Linked DNA regions of Mus musculus: regions 1, 2, 3, 4, 5 and 6 are each linked to region 7. A link is a contact called in public HiCAR-type, HiChIP or PLAC-seq and promoter capture Hi-C data. All regions are on one chromosome and are shown on one strand. Each heading gives the region's core, a stretch centred on a gene start, on an enhancer-like site or on the middle of the called end of the contact. The rest is flanking DNA. Distances are from core to core; before and after follow the strand shown.

Region 1 (2,756 bases), core at 244-2,743, 2.6 Mb before region 7:
ATAAATAAAGTAGGGGAGGCAGAGGCAGGTAGATCTCAGAGTTTGAGGCCAGAATGGTCTACGGAACAAGTTCAGGACAGCCAAGGCTCCACAGAGAAATCCTGTCTCAAAAACAAAATTGAACCAAAACTTAGAAGAATGGTTGTGACCAAGGACCTGATTTTCTACTTTCCTCTACGGAGCCTTCACATCATCCCCTAAGGCAAGTGGGCCTGAAGTCCTCACTCCAACTGTTCCCCTGGCCTCTATGTGCAGCCCTCTTTGCCCTCCTCACTGGGGGCCTCCTTGGCCCCACTTCCCTGCTCTTGAAAACCAACTCTCCACTCTGCATCCTTTCTGGGCTGCGTCTCCCTAAATAAACCAAACCCTTGCTTCCGGAGACACCACCCTACATCACCTCGTCTCTGCCTCATGTAATGTGCTGCGTGGCCACTAAAACTACAAGTTTCAGACACAGGAGAGAGGCTCCTAAATCCTTGAAGTGCTGGAACTTTTCTTGTGTTATTTCTGGCTTCATCGACACAGTGTACAGTGCCTAGCCCGATTTGTAGGAGCCAGTATTAGGATCAGGCTGTCTTGAAATTCAAATTAACAGTCAGTCTCCCTGTCCCGTAGTTCTCAGGGGTCATTCTGCCCATTCACTTACCCAACAAATATTCGGTTAGCACAATGCCATCTGCTTTCAGGAAGCATTTGCTCCAGGAAGCAGATCCAGGGGAAGACAAAGCAAGTAAGCAGACAGAACCACAAACTCCACAGAGACGCAGTGCTTCACCTCTCAGAGGGAACGTGGGCATCTTTCCTTCAAGGCTATAACTGATTAGGAAACAGGTCCCGTCCTAGACTGTACTATGTGAGATCCATGGACGGGCTGAGTCCAAATTAGTATGTGGGATACTTGGTCATCACTGCCTTCACTATGAGCCCTCTTTCAGAAGTCCCCACAAGGAAAGAACAAGACTCCATCAGGGAGCAGTCCTCCCGGACCCAGCAACTTCCAAACGAATCCCTTATTTCTAGCTAAAAAATAATCCGCGCCCCTCTACGCCCTGGGGGGCAGGAATGAGCGCGCAAAGAACTGGGACCCCCGCCCACACCTTTCTGCAGCTGGGTAATGCGGGGATCCGCACGAGCGCCCCGACTTGCAGAGCCCGCCGAGTGTCCTCGCGCTGTGTACGCGCTGTGCGACCTTCCGTAAGTCACCTTAACCTCTCTGGGCCTCGTCTCACCAGGTCCCTAGTGAAAGCGCGTCGGCGGCCGGGCTGCGGAGTTCCCATCCGCCCCGAAAGCCCGGGTAGGTCGCTCACCTCCAGAGGCGGGTGCGCCCGGACCAGCTCCACAGCGGACCGTGGCAGACGGACGCGCTGCCCATCCACCAGCAGTGGCATCGTCTAGGCCGCCGCCAGGCCGAGTTAGGTGGCCACCGCCCCGCCCCGCCCCGCTCCGCTTCGCCCCGCCTCGGGGCATGCCACGCCCACCGTGGGCGCCGCGCCCACCGCGGACTCGGCCCGGATGTGTAGTCCAGGCGGACGTGGAGCAGCCCGAAGAGATCGAGGAGACGGAATAGCCCTTGGGCTGCAAGGCATCACGGGAGATGTAGTCCAAACTTTGTCGGCGTCCACTCACTACCCGTGTCCCTCCTGGCTGGTGCCAGCAGCTGTAGTCGCAGAGACTTGAGCATTAAGGACGCGGAAAGGAGAACCTCGAGGGTAGCCTCGCGCTTTGCGTCACCCAGCCCTGACCCCTGCCTCGGCCGAGTTGATTCGCAAAAGTTTATTCAGTCAACGTCCCTTTCAGCTGGCAGACGTAGTGCAGAAGGCGTGGGGAACCCGAGAATTGCGGCCCCAGCTAGCACCGCGGGGGCGTAAGCGCGGAAGAAACAGGGTCCTCACATATACCTGCTTTTGTTATATAACTCCTCCCCCTCACCCCCCACCCCCCAGTTATCCCGGATTGGTTAATGAAGGTGCCTACAGCCTGCAGCTGGGCAGAAGAGAAGTAGGAGGGGCTTGGGGTCTGACGCAGGGACCACAGGGAAGGAGAGCGGGAGTTTCTATTGGTGTACAATTCCACCAGGCTCAGGCCAAGAGCTACCCAGCAACAGCTTGTGTCATTGCCCGCTGCCCGCCAGGTGCAAGGCAAGTGTGACAGCAGCACCAGCATACAGAGGAGTCACTACCCCAGTTCTTTCACTCTCTATTCCCATGTGTTCTCAGGCAGCCTCTCTTCCCTCTCTTTGTCCTCCGCTTCTGCCCCTTTCTATATCCCTATTCATTTCATCTTTATATTTGATCTGTCTCAAGGTGTGATTCCTCAGGGGGATACCTTGACATGGGCCCGCCCACCGCATTATCCCGGAGCTTTATATTTCATAAGTTTCAGATAGGCTAGGAGGATGAACTGGAGCAATGAGGAAAGAGTCTGGAGCAAGATCATGAAAACACACGAAGCCCAAAGAACCTGACGATAAGAATTGGGGTCATGGGTGGGAGGTAGCCAGATTATCTTAAGAGGTTAACAGATCATTTAACTCCTCAGCTATTGAGGAGCTGCTTGGAATAAATCTTGTTTTCTCCGCGTGGTTAATGTTATGGAGACTAGCATGAGATAAAGAAATACAGTCGGGCAGTGGTGGAGTGGTGGCGCATGCCTTTAATCCCAGCACTTGGGAGGGAGAGAGGAGAGAGGAGAGAGAGAGGGGAGAGGGGAGAGGGGAGAGGGGAGAGGGGAGAGGGGAGAGGGAGAGGGAGGGAGAG
Region 2 (2,705 bases), core at 197-2,696, 2.4 Mb before region 7:
GGGTAAAGGCCTTTGCCATGCAAGCCTGGTGGCCGAGGCTGATTTCCCAAATGTGTGTAAAGGTGAGGGGACATAGTCCACAAAGTTGTACCCCAGTCTTCTCTGTGGGCACTCTGTGGCTTGTATTTCTGTCCCCTTCACCACCTGCTCAAGTATGTGCTTGTGTGCATGAGTGCTCGAGTGCACACACAAGACTAATAATACATTTTTAAAAGAAGAGCAATGGCATACCATTGGACATAGATGATGTAGGAAATGAAAATGTATCAAGTTTAAGAACATTAGGAAGTAGGTTTTTTACATTTTATAACAATGTTATAAATAAATCTTTAAAAATATGTAGGTTTTAAAGATGTTTTAAGAGTCTTAAATATTTGAAGTCAAAGTTCTCAGGATTTCAGATTTTATCGTTTAAAAGTGCTTCAGTCAAACTACTTCCAGCAGGCAGAGTGTTCTCTATAGTCTCAGCTTCTCAGGGATGTTAATTCGAGAGGATTGCTGGAGCTCAGAATTTCAGGGGCAACCTGGACAGTATAGCAAGACTTGTCCAAAAAAACAAAACCAACAACAAAATTTTGAAAATAACAAGATGAATAAAAATGGGAAAAATCACTAAGAATGAGCATAGTAGCTGAGCACCTGTAACCTCAGCACTTGAGAAGCTGAGGTAGGGAGAGCATGAGGCCTGTGTGGCTTACCTAGGGAGCAGCCGGCTAGCCTGGCTGTGTTGTGACTGCCTCATCTGAAGCATCTACCTTATTTGTAAAGCCTGGTGCAACTCTGACATGCATTTCCTAACGTCTTTCCCCAGGGGAAGCTGGTTGTGGGACACAACATGCTCTTGGATGTCATGCATACGATTCATCAGTTCTACTGCCCCCTGCCTGCGGTGAGTGGCTGCAGGGTCAAAACCCACCCGCTTCTCCTGTGAGCGCGCTCTCTGCCTGGGTTGTGATTCTTCATTTCCTTGTATGTGGCATGTTCCTAGGAAGATCTTATATGCTTCTCATTATTATTTTTTTTATTATTTTATGTGTCTGATGAGTGTTTTGCTGCATGCATGTGTGCATGCCTGGCACCCAAGGAGCCTCAGAAGAAATGTACTCTAGGACTGCAGTGACAGAAGGTTCTGAGCTGTGAGGTGGATGCTGGGTCTTCTGAAAGAGCAGCGCGTGCTGTTCATCACTGAACTCAGACATCATCTGAAAAATATTAGTTTGAAAGTACTCTGCGCTGCTAACCCAGCTTTGCTGTTTTGATAGGATGAATAAATACATGAGCTATTTTAAGGGGTTGATGGCTGTCGGGTATTGCCAGAGCAAGGCGAAATATTTATTTCCTCAATCAATGCTGGTAGTTTTGCTCATTTATTGCTACACATAGGATAGGCCACAGGTATCTCCAAAATTAGACTTGGGAGAGCCGGAAGGAAGAGGGTGCCACTTGATTGCTACTGCTGAGTAGCTTGAGGCTCCCTGGGGACCTTGCTGGTATTTCTGTACTCGGAGCCAGGGTATCTGGGTCATTATCAAATGTTTTTTTTCTCTCTACTGGCTTTTCTCCCTCACTCTGTAACTGCTGTGGCTGTGTCTCTTGCCCCCATCACTCTGCCTTCACCCTCCTTCGTTTTTTTGTCTTTCAAATGACTTGAGCCACATATACCATAGGTACTCCAACATCCATCCCCAGCTCCGGTCTCTCTCAGGCCCAGGTGTACAGTTCATGCTAGACTCTAGCCCTCAGACTAAGGCATTTGTAAGATTTATATATCTCAAAAGAGATTTAAAAGTGTGGCTTCCCCTTTTTTCTTCTTTTACTGTCTTTAAACCAGTTCTGTTTTCTGTTTCTGCTACTCTGGTTTCCCAGCTGCAGTCCTGTGTTTCATGTGAGCTTGAGTCCTGCCAGTCCAGTGTGTAGATACTTTTGATGACTCTATTACATGCTGTGTCTCATACCTGAGATCTCATTTACCTCTCTCTAGCTGTCCTTCTCTTCGGGAGTCCAGCCTGGATTTGACTCCTTCTCCCCATTTAACATTCAGTTTGTCTCTTCTGCTATACATTGGCAACATTTTTATAAAAGACATAGTAAGATATTTTTGTTTTCTATCCAGTATAGTGCTGAGACAACTCTTTAGTCTGCCATTATAACCCAGAGGCTGCTATGTTGGACAATAACTGATTTAAAGGAAAAAATGAGGTAGTGACTGTCAACATCCAGCATGGAGTTGGCAGAACACAGATGCAGGAATCATCTTTGTAGGTCGAACAGATTTTTTGTTGTAGTGGGGAAAGCACGAACACGCACAGGCGCACACACATCGGTGGATGAAGAACTCGGTGGGTCTAAGAAGTTTATTCCTTCTCCCACAGTTTATATATCCTAACAAAATTTTCAAGCAATATAAAAATTAAAATGTGCTTACATTACTGGCAGGCTGCAAATTGTGGATATAATCAGAGGATCATTGATTTTTGTTACTTATCTTTAAAAGTCTTCTTATAAAACTTAAAAGAATCATAAATCTAAACTTTTAAAAAATATTTATTTATTTATTTTATGTATATGAGTACAGTGTAGCTATGATGGTTGTGAGCCATCATGTGGTTGCTGGGAATTGAATTCAGGACCTCTGCTCTCTCCGGCCCTGCTTGCTCCAGCCCAAAGATTTATTATTATATCTAAGTACAATGTAGCTGTCTTCA
Region 3 (2,700 bases), core at 173-2,672, 2.9 Mb before region 7:
TCAGAAATTATCTTTCCCCCTATGGAATCCTGAAAACTCATATTTAAGCCAGGCATGGTTCTAAATAAAGGTTATGCTTTTACTTCTTGAACTTGTAGGCAACCGCAGGCAGATCTCTGAGTTTGAGGCTAGTGTACAGAGAGTTCCAGGGCAACCAGGGCTATCACACAGAGAAACCCTGTCTGGAAAAACAAACAAAAAAACCCAACTCATATTTAGGTCAAGTAAAAGTGAAGCCTTCAAGGCTCAGTGGGGTTGGGGATAGGGGTAGCGAGGATACAGAACAGTTTATCTGTTTAAAACATGAAGTATTTTTGATTTCACAAAGTTCTTATAACTTTAGCATCTTCTTTTTCGTGGCCAACCTGTCATCTGAAAAGTATTGGTTACAAAGCACTAGGTTTATTAAAACAAAACGTTTGCCAGGTGACACAAACTCCTTTAATCCTAGCACTCAGAAAGCAAGGGACTGCAAGTTCGAGTACAGCATAGTCTGCGGGGCAAGTTCCAGGCCAACCCAAGGCTACACAAGTGAGACACTGTCTCTGAAAAGAAAAAATAAAACTGGGTAAGGATATCATGTACTCTTAACTGTTGGTGTCAATATTCAGCAGCAGTCTTTGCATGTACTTGATCAGCACTGAAACTGCTATAGGTAGGGAGGACTTTGCCAAAAGCCCATTTGGCAGGTTTAACTGTTCTTTCTCCACTGGCCACTAGGTTGCGCTAAAAGATGCAGTGCAACGTGCACGATTTAATTTGTAAAAATAAGGGTTATCACGTGACGAGGCAGAGCATTAATACTTTATTTCACATTAATCTTCTCTCCTTAGTCCTCGCTCCCAAGACCTTTTAGAGCGGAACCCTAACAAATCCCATCTGGCAAGCCTTTCCTTGACTCCATCACAAAAGCTCCCTAGTTCTTCGCCTGGAAGATCCGTTCGACATGGCGTCATCAAACCAGTAGTGAGAACTCCTAAACTGGGGTTCCTGCTAAAAAAAATACGCCGCCAGCCCCCTAGGTAAGACCCTATTTTGAGGTTTATCGGGAGGGGACTGAGCCTGACGAGGCTGCAGGGCCGCGAGGCCCCGCCCCCCCCACTTCCCAGCGTGCCCTGCGCGGAGAAATACGCGGAGGCGAGGGCGGGGCGAAAGAAAAGACTGGGCGAGACTCAGGGAGGGGTGGAGCCAGAAAGGGGAAGGGAGGGACGGGGGAATGGGCGGGGCTACTGGAGGAAGCGACTGGGCGGAGTGGGGACGGGCTGGGAATGGGCGGAGAAAGGGAGCGGCCATAGGGGGCGGAGCAGAGGAAGGGTGTGGTATTATGGAGGAAGAGGTGAGGCAGGGAGGCTCGGAGAGAGGGGCGGGGCTAGTAGTAGAGAAGCGTATCGGTTTTGCGACAGGGGCGGGGCGGGGCGGAAGCGGAAGTGGAGGGAGCGCTTGGCGGCGGCGGCGGGAGCTGCGGAGTCGGGAATCAAAATAAAGGGCCTGGGGGGGGTGGGGGGTAGGCGGCGGTGTCGGAATGTGAGCCAAGAAGGAGCTAGTGGCTGAGGTGAGTCCTCTGTCAGTGCCGGGACTCCACTAGGGCGTACCGGATGCTCTGATCAGCAACGTAGCTGGTCTGGAAACGACGCCTTTTCCCCCCTCAGACTGATGCTTCTGGGATTGAAGGACCGGGACTGGGACTTGCCGAAGGGGCCGTGCGAAAAAGTCGCTCTCCAGTGCTCCCCCGGTCTCTTCCGAGGCGTTTAGTCCCAGCTGGCGCTTGTCTTCCTGCTCGCTCCCCGGCCCTCCAGGTGTCAGTAGCAACCTTCGCAGGATGTGCAAAGTTGGAAAGTTGAGAAAAAGGACAGTTGTGTGGCTGAGTCCCTTATTGTTTTTTTGTTTTTGTTTTAATAGCCACTTTGGATGCAGTTTCAGTTTCAGCCACCTCCCCAATTAATTCTAGCACGAACGTGGTGCTTTCTAGTTGCACTAGTATCTTTTGGACTTTCCAGGATCTTTCTGTTTTGCATACAAGGAAATTGTCAGCTAAATGGTCTTTCTTCACCTTCAGTGAGCTCTACATTTGTCCAGGGTCATTTATTGATATTTGTGAGGCACAGTTGAGTTGGAAGGTTGGGATACCGTATATTCACATACAGTCAATATTGTTATGGAATTTATATTCTATTGGAGAAAAAAGAGTCATTTTAGTTAAAAGGTAGAAGACGAGCAAATACATAGGACTGGGAGTTTGTGGCAGGGGGGAGGTCATTTGGGAAATAATTCATCCTCAGGTATCTCTTGTCACCAAACTACAAATAAATAAGTGAGGGGGTTGCTATGATGATTAGACTCACAAGAGATGGGCCTTATGTTTATAAAGATGACATGCCCACAGCAGCACAGATAGGTGGCCTTCAGAACCAACATGCAGGCAGTACAATGTTGCACACTGCATTCTCAGCCACTGTCTAAGTTGCTCAGAAACTGAGTTTCAGAAAGGAAGACTCTCTCACATTAGAACTTCCCCTGACTGATTCGGCTGCTTAAATGGAATTCCTAGGAATATTTGGGAAATTTTTAGGCTGCAGGCCACTAATGTTTTTCCTTATATTTGTTTGAACTGAGTAATCTGTCTATATATGCCTGCCTGCCTGCCTTGTCTATCTGTCTATCTATCGACAGAGTTTCACTGTGTAACCACAGCTGCTTGGA
Region 4 (2,700 bases), core at 29-2,528, 2.4 Mb after region 7:
TGGCTGCGTTTTGGAAGGGGACCCAGAGAGAAAGTCCTGGCTGCTGACACACTCGGTCTGGAAACAAAAAGGGGGGAAAAAAAACAATAGGGGGGGGAAAAAGACACACACAAGGACATAGAGAAAGAAGAGAATGTTATTTGGGCGTCACTCACTCCGGAACGGCCATATTAGGTTTCGCCATTTTGTTCAGGATTTGGGGATCCCAAAGGGAGCGTGAGACCGGAGTTACTGGGTCGAGGAAGGGGAACCTGACAACAGCGCAACCCGAGTGGCGAACGCCGCCCGGCAGGCTCAGGGAAGCGCCCCTAGCAGTCTCCGCCCCGAGGCCGGCTCGGGGCACAATAGGGCCGCCCCACCGCCTCCTTCGCCATTTTGTGACAGGGACTCCTCCCCTACCCCCACGATCCGACCGGGGACACCCGGACCGGTACGTGGGGACCCTCGGGAGGTACTCTAAATCGGGGGTCTCCCCATCCTTCATCGTAGTTTTCCCCCTCCCAGGGTAGCTCCTCCGTCGCCGTCCTGCGGGTCAGATGGCCAGGGGTCCGCGGCACGGCCCTCCCCTCCCAGTCGTCCGGCTATCCCCGCAGGGTGCGAGGAGCCGCCAGGTCCCGGGGACCGAGCCGGGAACCGGGGGGAAGAGCAGCTCCGCAGGCCGGGGCGGCGCCAAGATGGCGGCGCGGCCTCACCTTTGTAGAGCTGAGCCACGGCCGTGGCCGAGTTCTGGAAGAGATGCCACAGCTTCTGTTGCTTGTGCTCGGGCTGCGCGGCGGCCGCCGCCTCCTCCTGCAGCTCGGGAGACAACTGCTCGTCCTGCTCGGCCTCGGCCAGGCACTGCCGCTCCCACTTGGAGAACCAATGCTCCGGCCCGTGCTCCTGGATCTCCGCCTCGCCCTCCTCCTTCCGCTCCTCCATCCTCCGCGGCCTCCCGCGGCCTGGCCGCCGCCGCCGCGTCCTCCTTAAGCGCGGTCCCCGCGGGAACGTCGTCGTCGACAGGCCCGGGAACGAGGGGCCCGGCGGCCGGCCCAGGCCTCTGTGCAAGCCCGCGGAGCCGGCACCCACCCCGCACAGCCCGAGTCCTCTGCCCACCAACCCCGCTCCGAGGTGCCGCACCCTGCCCTAGCCTCGCCCGCACCCCTTTACCGCCCACCCACGGCCCCGCGGCCTCGGTCCGACCGCCGCCGCTCTCCAACCGGCGTTCCCTGTCCGGCCTGCGCCGCCGAGCCCACCTCGAAGACTGAGGAACGTCGTCTACGGCGGCGGCGTCGACGCCTCTGCGGCGACCGGGCCCCGCCCTCCCCCGCCCACATGCTGACTGGAAAGCGCCGCCCACTTGGCCAGCGGCGCTTCCCCGGCAGGAGGCGGTTGGGGCGCGCCCACCGTCGACCTTCCCCATTGGCCCGCCGCAACGGGTTCCGCGTGCTGGCCCCTGAACGCAGCGTTCTGATTGGCTTACCCGCCTGTCGAACTGATGTCATCAATGGGCGGGGGGCTGGGGGAAGGAGTAAATGTCAGGGAACTTGAAGACTGTAGAGCAGGGAGGAGTTGACAGTGTTTGCGTGCGACCAACCAAAGCAGAAGAAGAAATATCTGTACACTGGAGCCAAGGGATTGCGCTTGCGCGGTGCTCGCTTCGCTCCCGCACCCCGTCTGAGAGTCACGTGACTCCGCCGGGTGACCGCACCCCGCGGGGGCCTTTCCCGGGCTTGCAAGTGCATGGTCACGCAGTGTTTATGTGCTGACTCCTCGAGTTCCTGAGAAGTGCAGTCTACCTCTGTTTGCAGCGCCCTTTCTATGTTTTTTTAATGCCAGAATTCCCAACCTTAGTGGGGCAAGTAAAGCGTGTGAATCCAAAGGAAAATTCTCCGGAGGTGTGAGCGACCTGGGGACGCTCACCGAGATTTCCCGGAGAAGGGGACCGGAGGGAGCTGGACACCAGGGCCGCCTGGCGGACAGTGCGCCCAGCGCTAGTAGCGGCCCGGCACCTGTCCCATGCACGCTCCCGGGACACGTGCGACCGCCGCGTCCCGCCCCCGCCCCCCATGTGCAATTGCTGGCACCCGGGCCCCTGCACTGCTCACTCAGAGTGATCAGTGCCAGGAAAGAGGTCTGGAAGCCTGGGAACAAGAGGGCAGCACAATGACGGGACCTCTCAGCCTCTGAGCTGACAGCTTATGTATGCCATCTGTACTGGATGGAAGTCCTGCAGGATCTGATCCTGCCTGCTCTGGCTTCTCCGGACTTCTCCCTGATCTGTCTGGTTCCCAGAGCCTAATCTCTGGACTCTCTGAAAGTTCATATTCCATTTTCCTTAGGACTAGGCTCAAAGCCAGGTGTGCTGGTGCTCTTTGTTTTGTTTCCTTCTTTTTTTTTTTTTTTTTTTTTTCTTTTTTGGTATTTCGAGACAGGGTTTCTCTGTATAGCCCTGGCTGTCCTGGAACTCACTTTGTAGATAGACCAGGCTGGCCTTGAACTCAGAAATCCGCCTGCCTCTGCCTCCGGTGCGCCACCACGCCCGGCCTGTTTTGTTTCTTGAAACAACTTTTTTTTTTTTTTTTTTTGGTAGTTTTGGGATTGCCTTGAAATCATAGAGATCCTCCTGCCTCTACCTCCTGGGCGCTGGGATTAAAAGCCTTTGCCACCACACCTTGTGATGCGTTTTTGTTTTTTATTTTGTTTTATGTATAATTTATTTTA
Region 5 (2,700 bases), core at 135-2,634, 2.4 Mb before region 7:
TGGACTTCCTACAGGGTAAGCAGGCAAAGAGTAAGCGCTTCCTTCTTCCAGGTCCTTACATAGGCTGCCAGCAGAAGGTTGGCCCAGATTAGAGTTGTGTCTTCCTACCTCAAGATCTAGATTAAAGGTGTGTGTCTTCTTGCCTCAAGATCTGGATTAAGCATGTATGTCTTCCTACCTCAGAGGTCTGGACTAGAAGTGAATTCACTCACTGTAAATCAAGCAGGAAATCTCTCACAGGTGTGCCTTCCATTTCTGAATTGTAGCTTAGTACAGATATTGTCAAGTTGACACCCAAGAATAGCCATCACACGGGGTCTCATTTACTCTTTGGAGGATAAATATTGGAAAGATTACAGTTGTTAACAGCCAACTATCTAGCCCCTGTGAACACTTTATCTCTGGAATAAGCCAGCAGGGGCTGGCTAACAAAATCCTGAAACTCTTTGAGGTGAGCTGAATGTAGGGCTGGAGAGATGGCTCAGAGGTTAAGAGTACTTGCCACTTTTGTAGAGTGTTAGGTCACAAAGTAGGCTCCCAAAAATGGCTCTGCCTTTTCTGATTACCTAACACTCTCTGCTGCAGAATTTTGCTCTTTATCTCCATAGCAACTATCATGTTTCCAAGTAGCAAGTCTGATGTCTGCCTGGCTTTTTTTTTTTTTTCTTCTTATCCAAGTTTTACGCTGCAATGGGACAACCACCATGATTTGTCATCACAGTGTCTCTCTTCTACCAGAGTGGCATAGAACCGGAACTCAGTCAATATGGGGCATAGAGATGGTTCCGTGGGTAAGAGCACTTGCTGTGGAGTCATCCAGACTCATGGACAAATCCCCAGCACCCATGAAAAAAAAGCTAGGCACAGCCCTGCAATCTTGTAAACCCAGTGTTGGGAGTCAGAGACTGGCATTTTAGGCGCCACTCCGGCTGAAACAAGTTCAGTCAGTGAGAGAGACCCTGTCTCAAGGAAGGTGGAGAACAAGAACAGCCACGGGAGGTCCTTCTTTGCTTACTACTAGTGATCACCGACCGCCACACAAATGCGCACGTATACTTCTCCAACACTTTACCCCACAAATTAAGCAAGAATTATATATTTGTATATATAAAATTAATTTAAAAATTTTTAGACAGACTCTCATTATGTTCCCTAAGCTGGCCTCGAATTTGCAAATTCTCCTGCCTCATCCTTCTCAGACTGGAATTATAGACCCAGGGGAAACCAGTCCATATGTCTCTTGATCAACCAGGTTCAGGACAGGAAACTTCTCCAACATATGGGCCAGGCCTTGAGACTTTGATAGCAATGCCCCTTTTTCCTTTCTAGGCAGCCCGGAGGGCCCGGGCTCCGCCCCTAACGTGACACAGATCTGACGCAGGCGCAGCGGCGCGCGCTGTTTCCGGAAGTGTCCTGTGCTGTTTCGTGGCGGCCTCCGACATCCCCACGCTGCTTTTGCTGCGGAACTCTGCGCGTGGACCGGCGTCAGCCTGGGCGGGGCCAAGGTTCCGTCTGCGCCGCAGGATGGAGATAATCCGGAGCAGTGCGTGTCCGCCGCACAACCCCCATCCCTGTCCTCAAGCCCACCTAGCGTGCTAGGCCCAGACCTCTCGAGTTTAGCGGGGCCCGGGACAAGTCAGTCCCGCCGGGCAATACTTCCTCTGAAAAGCGGTGCTGCTGGTGGGACTTGTCGCTCTGCAAAGCGTGCACCTTTGGCATCCATGCCTTTCTTTTCCCTGCTCACCTGCTCAGGGCTAGCCCTTTTCAGTCGTGCATACTTTATCTAGTGACCCCTGGAGGAGGTGTCCCTTGTGGTCCTTGAACACTTATTCCGCTTCTCCGATGCCCCGGGAGCTCCTCCGGCCCTTTCTCCCATCTCCCTTTAGTTGGTGGGCAGGAAGGCAGGCCACCTGTTCTGAGCCTTTTCTTGGTTTCTCTGCAGATTTTAAGATTAATCTTCACAAAGTGTACCAGGCCATAGAGGAGGCTGACTTCTTCGCCATCGATGGGGAGTTTTCAGGTATCACTCCCTTGAAAGCTCTGGGCTTACACCTTGTATTGCAAAGGCTCCCTGCCTCCTTCCTCACTGGTCATGGCAAAAGCCTGGGAGAGATGTGGTTTTGTGGTTGGTCAGGGCGTGAGATTTTTGGATAGAGATTATGGTTCTGGTGCTGTTTAAACTAATTTAGGTGTATATGGTTAAAAAGCAGGGGGTTTAGGTTGAGGTCTTTTTCCTGTGACAAAATACACCTATCCAAGTTTATCATTTCGAAATGCACACACTACACACACACACAAATATGTATATGTATATGATGAGTGGAGGCCAGAGGTTGTTTTTGGGTAGCTTATGTTTAAAATAAGTTTTCAACGTGTTTCTCTTGTTGAATCTAGAGCTGGGTATTTTACTAAGATGGCTGGCCAGCAGGCCCCCCGAATCTGTCTCTCCTACAAGATCCATGCTGGGGTTACAGGTGCCAGGATGACAGCTGTGGGGTCCTGTTACTGTGTGCTGACATGCTCAGTTTTTATATGGTGAAGGTCCAAACTCAGGTCCTCGTGTTTGCATGGCAAGCACTTTACGCTTCAAGACATTTCCTAGCTCTATTGCATTTGTTCTTAAGTGGTTTTGGAATTTGGTAGCATTAACTACACTCATGTTGCTGTCCAGCTGGTATCCTCCAGTTCTGGATTTTTTTT
Region 6 (2,700 bases), core at 157-2,656, 2.6 Mb before region 7:
AAGCCAAGTTGTTTTGGACTTCGGCATCTCTCCTAGTCTAGCCTCCAAATCATGAGGTGGAGGAGGAGACACTTCTTGTACCTCTGCCTAAAAAAAATAAGTCTTTAATAATATTGAAGTGTTCAGAGTTGTAATGTACCAGCACAAATATTGATGGATAGTTATCTGAATACACATGTGATAAAAAAAAAGAAGAAAATAGCAACTAATCTAGCTAATGGGCACATGACTGTTCACCGAAATTCTTTTGTCCTTTCTACAGGTTTGGAAATTTTCATAACACATTGTTTTGTTCAAGCAGGAGCACATCAGTTTTCAGTCTTTGAAAGGCACCATTTCAAGCCAGGCGTGGTGGCATACTCCTTTAATCCCAACACTCAGGAGGCAGAGGCAGGCGGATTTCTGAGTTCGAGGCCAGCCTGGTCTACAGAGTGAGTTCCAGGACAGCCAGGGCTGTACAGAGAAACCGTGTCTCGAAAAACCAAAAAAGAAAGGAAAAAAAAAAAAAAGGCACTATTTCATCACTTTTTTTTTTTTTTTCCAGTTAACTGGAGAGTCACTCAAAAGCAGCACACACGATTTCTTTGCTAGGAAATGTTAACAACACAAGCAGGCCATTTATCCAAATACAAAGTAGAGACCGCCTGCAGATAATTACTACACTGACAACCCGACCCAACCTGGGGGTTTGGGGGAGCATGCTGCATAAGAAATAGAGAGGGTAGGGATAGCTTTGTGGTTTTTAGCATCATCAGACTTCTGTGCAGGAAGTTTCACTGACCACAATGGTGGTAAGATCCCATTTCACCTACCCATCAGTAGTGGAGCAATGTAGGAAACAAATCCCACGGGCTCTTACTCACTAAAAACGCACTACCCCCACCTAGCGGGTGTGAAGCGGGAATAATGAGGTGTACTGCCGGGCTGCAAGGGACTAAACCTAAAACGGATAATAATGACCTCCATATCAAATTTCTGCTCTGATATAAAATGGAAAGGCAACAGACCTACTATTATCATTATTATTACCCATCCTCCGACAAGCCATCATTGTGACATGAGGGAGGACGCCAGAACAGCGGCCTCGAATTCCTTTCTGTCTGGACTTCTGAGGAAAGAGCTGACAAAATACATCATCCCGCGCATGCGCAAGGGTGAGCGCTGGTCTTAGGCTGCTAAGGTAAATAACTACTCCATTCCTGACCGGTGTTGACGGCGGAGGACTTGAAAGCCTGGCTTGGGCCGTGCAGCTGAGTCGATAGTATTTTACCTGGTGGATATCTCATTGCGACGGTCGTCACAGGCTTCAAGTTGGACCGCCCTATAGACGGGGTTCTTGCCACCAAGCAGCGTTAGGACCGGCCGGCGTGACGCCCAAGTACGGAAGCCTAGAAGGCCCCGCCCCGGGAGGCCCCGCCCACCCGACGGGCCTAGCCCCGCCTTCAGCAAGCCGCAGGATACCTGCGGGCCGCGCTGCGGGGCAGCTCCTCCTCCTCTCCGCCCCGCCGGCTGCGGGCGGGGAGGACGTCAGCGCTGCCAGCGTGGAAACCGCTGCGGGCCGCGGGAGGCGGAAGTAGTGCCCAGCACCGCGGGCCCAGCACCGGACGCCTCAGCCATGGACGCGTCCCTGGAGAAGGTACGGAAGGAGCGGGCGGCGCTGTGGTCCCGGGTCTTCGCCACCGGGGCGACTGGTTTCCCCGTAGGACTAAGGAGTCTCGTTGGAGGAGGGCGGCCGGGCCGGGCCGGGCCGGGCCACGTCACGGGGCCCGGTGGCTGAGGGGAGGTGGGCCCGGCGCTGTCGGAGCCGGCTTTGGCTTTACCGAGGCTCGGCGTAGGACCCGGCCTGAACCCGCGCTGGTCCTGTAGGGTGACAGGAGCAATCGGTGTGGGCCCCAGAAGCGTACGGGAAGAAGTCCTAGTTGTCGCGGAGGCCCCTGCAAAAGCCACAGATGTTCAGTGCTTTCCAAGTTAGGAGACAAATTGTAACTTTTGGCGGGCGTAGGAATCACCTGGGGACCTTGGTGAAAACATGGCTTTGCAGCCTCGGGTCTCAAGCTCGGGTGGGCGGGAACTCAGTTTGTAGAGTTTAAGAAGTTTCCCCACGTGATTCCGATGCTGTAGCAAGCAAACCCCAGACTAGAACCCCTGGTATCCAGAAAGGGTTGGGTATTCTGTAACTGGTGAGTTTATTTGGGGGCTGGGAAGAGGAGGTGGTCCCAGCTGGTCTCACTACGTTTGGGTTCCTCTTTCTGAGTGAGAATCATGAGAGGACTTCAGGTCAATTCCAAGTCCATGGGAACCTGTGTCTAGCCCTGCTCACCCCTTGGGGCAACAGCAGCTTGATGGATCTGGCTACCTACTCGGGCATGTTAAATAGACTCTAATTGTTCCCATCTAAGGGCTGGCTATTGAGAACAAACAGGTCCTTGGGTTTCTTCATGGACTGTGCTTTCAGTGCCTAACGTTCTGTCCTCCCAGTCTTTTCTCTCTGTCCCTTCTCGAAATTCTGCTTATCCGGTATGATGTAAAAACCTAGCTTTCCCTACAAGTGAAATCAATCCTTCCTTCCATCCTCCCCACCAACCCTCGCCCCCTTCTTCAATCTCTCCTTGTTCAGTCCCCGGTTTTGTGAAAGTAACCCTGGCTCTTCTGTAACTCTCTGTAGACTAGGCTGGTCTCGAACTTAAAGTGATCCTCCTG
Region 7 (2,747 bases), core at 200-2,699:
CCTAACTAACCAACCACAAAAAGAAGAAAAAAAGAGCTAGTTTGAAGCCTTGCTTTAAAAAGTAATTGACAAAGCCGGGCATTGGTGGTGCTGGCCTTTAATCCCAGCACTTGGAAGGCAGAGGCAGGTGGATTTCTGAGTTCGAGGCCAACCTGGTCTACAGAGTGAGTTCCAGGACAGCCATGGCTATACAGAGAAACCCTGTCTCGAAAAACCAAAAAACCCAACAAAACAAAAACAAAACAAACAAAAAATTATTGACAACTTTGTCTATTACCTCTCTCGTTAGGCCAAATTCTCACTTTTTATTATACAAATGTTTAAAGTCAGCATTCCAATTTAGATATCTTAGATCCAGATTTAAAAAAAAAAAAAACTCGTTGTTTGAACATTTTGAATATGTTACTCTGTAATTTCCAAGTAGGTTAGTTGCATTCTGTCTAGACTCTTTTCAGAGCAAGTAAAATTAAGAGTATACTTTTCTTTGTCTTGGTCTCCATGGGTGAATTACAGGAGCATTTAACAGGTATTTAGAACAGGTATTCCTACTTCGTGCAGTAAAAAATAAAGGTGAATTTTATTTTTTCTTGCTTGTCACTTACCCCACAATTACTAAAATGCAACTTGAAAGTGTGAGATGCCCTCATTATTAAAGGACTGTAAGAATAGCTGACAGATGCGGCCTTTCAAAAGAACAGCACTTTACCTAATGGCAGCTAAGGAACTGGAAGCACCAAAATAGCCACTATTAGGTACCGCTGGGTACACTAAAAAATATGGCAATCCCGATTAATTTGTAAATCTCCTGGCAGGGAGGATGAAAGGACGAAAAAACATTTTAGGTGCGGGCTTTTAATGACTAGTCAAACATAACATGAGTCACTGAAATTTTCCAGTTAAGGATCCTTTTGCCGGACATCCTTGGACCTTTATGAGCCACACGCAGTTTCAGCTGTAACATCTCATGGTTTTACTGCCTCTTCCAAAAATGAATACATAAAAGGAAAGACGCCTCCCGCCGGCTTTGAAATGTAGGGCAAACTCTGGCTGCGGGTGGAGAGAAAGAGAATAAGGTATATAGACTGGGAGACAGAAAAGGCGCCGAAAAGGGAGAAGAAAAAAAAATTCCTCTAGGTTAGGCCTGCGGACCGGGTGTTCTCACAGGCTAGGGTGGATCGTCGCCTCGTGCGGAAGGGCTCGGCCCACCGTCTTGCCCTAGCCGAGTAGAGCCTACCCCTACCCCCACCCTGCGACAGATGGGCCACCAGACTTCTGCCTCCTCGCGCTGCCTGCCGGGAGTTCCAGCCGCTTCCGGTGACGCTTGAGCGCTGAACTCCGACTCCCGTCAGCCCCCGAGAAAACCGCACCGGGTCTTCGCGGGTACTGTCGGGACTTGTAGTTTAGCTATCGGCCGCGCTTCGTAGGCGGAAACGCGGGCGGACACAGACGGGAACTACCGAGGCGAAGGTACGGGTGGTAGCGAGAGGTCAATTCTCTCCAAACGTGGGGTTGGCGGTGAGGCCGGCGGCGGTAGTTGGGGTTGGGTGGGAGGAGATCCTTTCGCACACACGAGGAGGGTTGAGCCGCTGTCGACCTGGTCTCGAGTGTACTGTCTGGACTGTAGCTGCTGCCCAGGACGCCGGCGAGTGAGTCATTGACTGTCAGCTCCCCAGTCTTGCCGTCCTCCCCGGGTCAGCGCGGCCTGCTCCTCCCCGGTCGGCCGCCCCCGCCTCCATTTCCCGCCCTCTCTTCACCACACACACGGCCCCCCCGATCATGGATCCTAGCAGCGGCGGTGGCGGCGGTGGCGGCGGCGGCGGGAGCAGCAGCAGCAGCGACTCTGCGCCCGACTGCTGGGACCAGACGGATATGGAGGCCCCCGGGCCCGGGCCTTGCGGCGGCGGCGGGAGCGGCAGCGGCTCCATGGCCGCGGTGGCCGAGGCCCAGCGTGAGAACCTCAGCGCGGCTTTCAGCCGGCAACTCAACGTCAACGCCAAGCCTTTCGTCCCCAACGTCCACGCCGCTGAATTCGTGCCGTCCTTCCTGCGGGGTCCGGCCCAGCCGCCGCTATCCCCAGCTGGCGCAGCCGGAGGCGACCACGGAGCAGGCAGCGGCGCGGGAGGCCCTTCGGGTAAGTTGCCGGGCTGGATATCCCCAAGGCACGGGCGGCGGCCTGGGGCCGGAGTTCCGCGGTGGGCTGGGTGGAGAGGACGGGAGGCCGGCCGGCCCGCACGTGGGGCGCTGACAGCGGCGCCGGCTGGTCTGGGTGGGGCGCCTCCAGTCTGGGAGCTGCTTGGCTTGGGGCGCCTGGGCCAGGAGGAGCAGAGACCAGGGGACCCGGGGGCGATTGCCCCGCCGCGGAAGGCCGCACGCGGTTCACCCCTAGGCATAGGAACTGTATGGGACCCTGCCAGCCCTGGGCCAGTCAGTGCCACGAGGCCCAGAAGTGGGGACTGATAGGGCTTGAAGTCCGGCAGGAGGAGGGTGTGAAAGTCTAGGGTTTGGGGGACAGGACTTGTCTCTTCGCTGGCCCAGAGAGCTGCTCCTACTGTAGTTTCTACGTTTGGAACTGTAATTGCGTTTTAAGTATCGGTGGCACTAAAGCGACCTGAAGGAATCCCAAGATGCATTGCAGGCTTGTGATCCGCCAGAAACTGTTGGCTGTCAATACAAAGACCTTTTTTCACCCTTAACATTTTGAATACTTGAAAAGTTTTTTAAATGTCACAAGGATTCCTCAGTACTAA

What was found. Promoter capture Hi-C pulls out the DNA fragments that hold promoters and counts their contacts. HiCAR-type assays count read pairs that join an accessible place to other places. HiChIP or PLAC-seq counts read pairs in DNA pulled down with a chosen protein or histone mark. Capture Hi-C pulls out chosen DNA fragments and counts their contacts.
Region 1: a contact with region 7 is called in a HiCAR-type map of astrocytes, with 6 times the contacts expected there. The contact joins the promoter of Ntan1 here to the promoter of Gspt1 in region 7. A contact is called at or near these places in 1 of 39 promoter capture datasets (hippocampal neurons), 1 of 484 Hi-C or Micro-C datasets (CD8 T cells) and 3 of 115 datasets of contacts at active chromatin or transcription factors (astrocytes, embryonic forebrain and large pre-B cells).
Region 2: an H3K4me3 HiChIP or PLAC-seq map of pro-B cells shows a contact between it and region 7, with 7 times the contacts expected there. The contact joins the enhancer-like site here to the promoter of Gspt1 in region 7. A contact is called at or near these places in 1 of 39 promoter capture datasets (hippocampal neurons) and 4 of 115 datasets of contacts at active chromatin or transcription factors (embryonic forebrain, embryonic stem cells, epiblast stem cells and 1 more).
Region 3: a promoter capture Hi-C map of adipose tissue shows a contact between it and region 7, with 3 times the contacts expected there. The contact joins the promoter of Marf1 here to the promoter of Gspt1 in region 7. A contact is called at or near these places in 1 of 39 promoter capture datasets (pre-B cells), 3 of 484 Hi-C or Micro-C datasets (muscle stem cells, regulatory T cells and uterus), 2 of 115 datasets of contacts at active chromatin or transcription factors (large pre-B cells and regulatory T cell precursor) and 2 of 9 other capture datasets (adipose tissue and liver).
Region 4: a contact with region 7 is called in a promoter capture Hi-C map of liver, with 2.1 times the contacts expected there. The contact joins the promoter of 1810013L24Rik here to the promoter of Gspt1 in region 7. A contact is called at or near these places in 1 of 115 datasets of contacts at active chromatin or transcription factors (astrocytes) and 1 of 9 other capture datasets (liver).
Region 5: a promoter capture Hi-C map of hippocampal neurons shows a contact between it and region 7, with 5 times the contacts expected there. The contact joins the promoter of Parn here to the promoter of Gspt1 in region 7. A contact is called at or near these places in 1 of 39 promoter capture datasets (hippocampal neurons), 4 of 484 Hi-C or Micro-C datasets (B cells, hematopoietic stem and progenitor cells, liver and 1 more), 4 of 115 datasets of contacts at active chromatin or transcription factors (embryonic stem cells, large pre-B cells, pro-B cells and 1 more) and 1 of 9 other capture datasets (adipose tissue).
Region 6: a promoter capture Hi-C map of pre-B cells shows a contact between it and region 7, with 4 times the contacts expected there. The contact joins the promoter of Pdxdc1 here to the promoter of Gspt1 in region 7. A contact is called at or near these places in 2 of 39 promoter capture datasets (liver and pre-B cells) and 1 of 115 datasets of contacts at active chromatin or transcription factors (astrocytes).

What each region holds. Positions count from the first base shown.
Region 1 is chr16:13,817,988-13,820,743 of GRCm38.p6, reverse strand. Ntan1 (N-terminal Asn amidase) reads right to left here and starts at 1,493. Exons shown (of 10, transcript NM_010946.4): 1 at 1,308-1,493. The coding sequence starts at 1,388.
Region 2 is chr16:13,638,437-13,641,141 of GRCm38.p6, reverse strand. It overlaps Parn (poly(A)-specific ribonuclease (deadenylation nuclease)), which reads left to right. Exons shown (of 24, transcript NM_028761.3): 13 at 812-889. Among named protein-coding and RNA genes, the nearest start is that of Parn, 28 kb to the left of the region's middle. Within about 2 kb of position 1,446, at least 8 of the 459 cell types and tissues checked have an H3K27ac peak or open chromatin away from gene starts, as enhancers often do. A contact at or near this core is called in pro-B cells, where this site is marked.
Region 3 is chr16:14,157,996-14,160,695 of GRCm38.p6, reverse strand. Marf1 (meiosis regulator and mRNA stability 1) reads left to right here and starts at 1,422. Exons shown (of 27, transcript NM_001081154.2): 1 at 1,422-1,552. It overlaps Mir484 (microRNA 484), which reads right to left and starts at 1,070; the gene lies at 1,004-1,070.
Region 4 is chr16:8,828,678-8,831,377 of GRCm38.p6, reverse strand. It overlaps 1810013L24Rik (RIKEN cDNA 1810013L24 gene), which reads right to left and starts at 1,278. Exons shown (of 4, transcript NM_001081400.3): 1 at 693-1,278; 2 at 1-57. The coding sequence starts at 918.
Region 5 is chr16:13,666,854-13,669,553 of GRCm38.p6, reverse strand. It overlaps Parn (poly(A)-specific ribonuclease (deadenylation nuclease)), which reads left to right and starts at 1,384. Exons shown (of 24, transcript NM_028761.3): 1 at 1,384-1,543; 2 at 1,943-2,020. The coding sequence starts at 1,525.
Region 6 is chr16:13,901,851-13,904,550 of GRCm38.p6, reverse strand. It overlaps Pdxdc1 (pyridoxal-dependent decarboxylase domain containing 1), which reads left to right and starts at 1,406. Exons shown (of 23, transcript NM_053181.3): 1 at 1,406-1,636. The coding sequence starts at 1,616. It also overlaps a transcript of Mpv17l not described here.
Region 7 is chr16:11,253,027-11,255,773 of GRCm38.p6, reverse strand. It overlaps Gspt1 (G1 to S phase transition 1), which reads left to right and starts at 1,449. Exons shown (of 15, transcript NM_146066.2): 1 at 1,449-2,131. The coding sequence starts at 1,777. It overlaps LOC115488671, which reads left to right and starts at 2,138. Exons shown (of 2, transcript XM_030249388.1): 1 at 2,138-2,747. Mir1945 (microRNA 1945) reads left to right here and starts at 1,329; the gene lies at 1,329-1,406.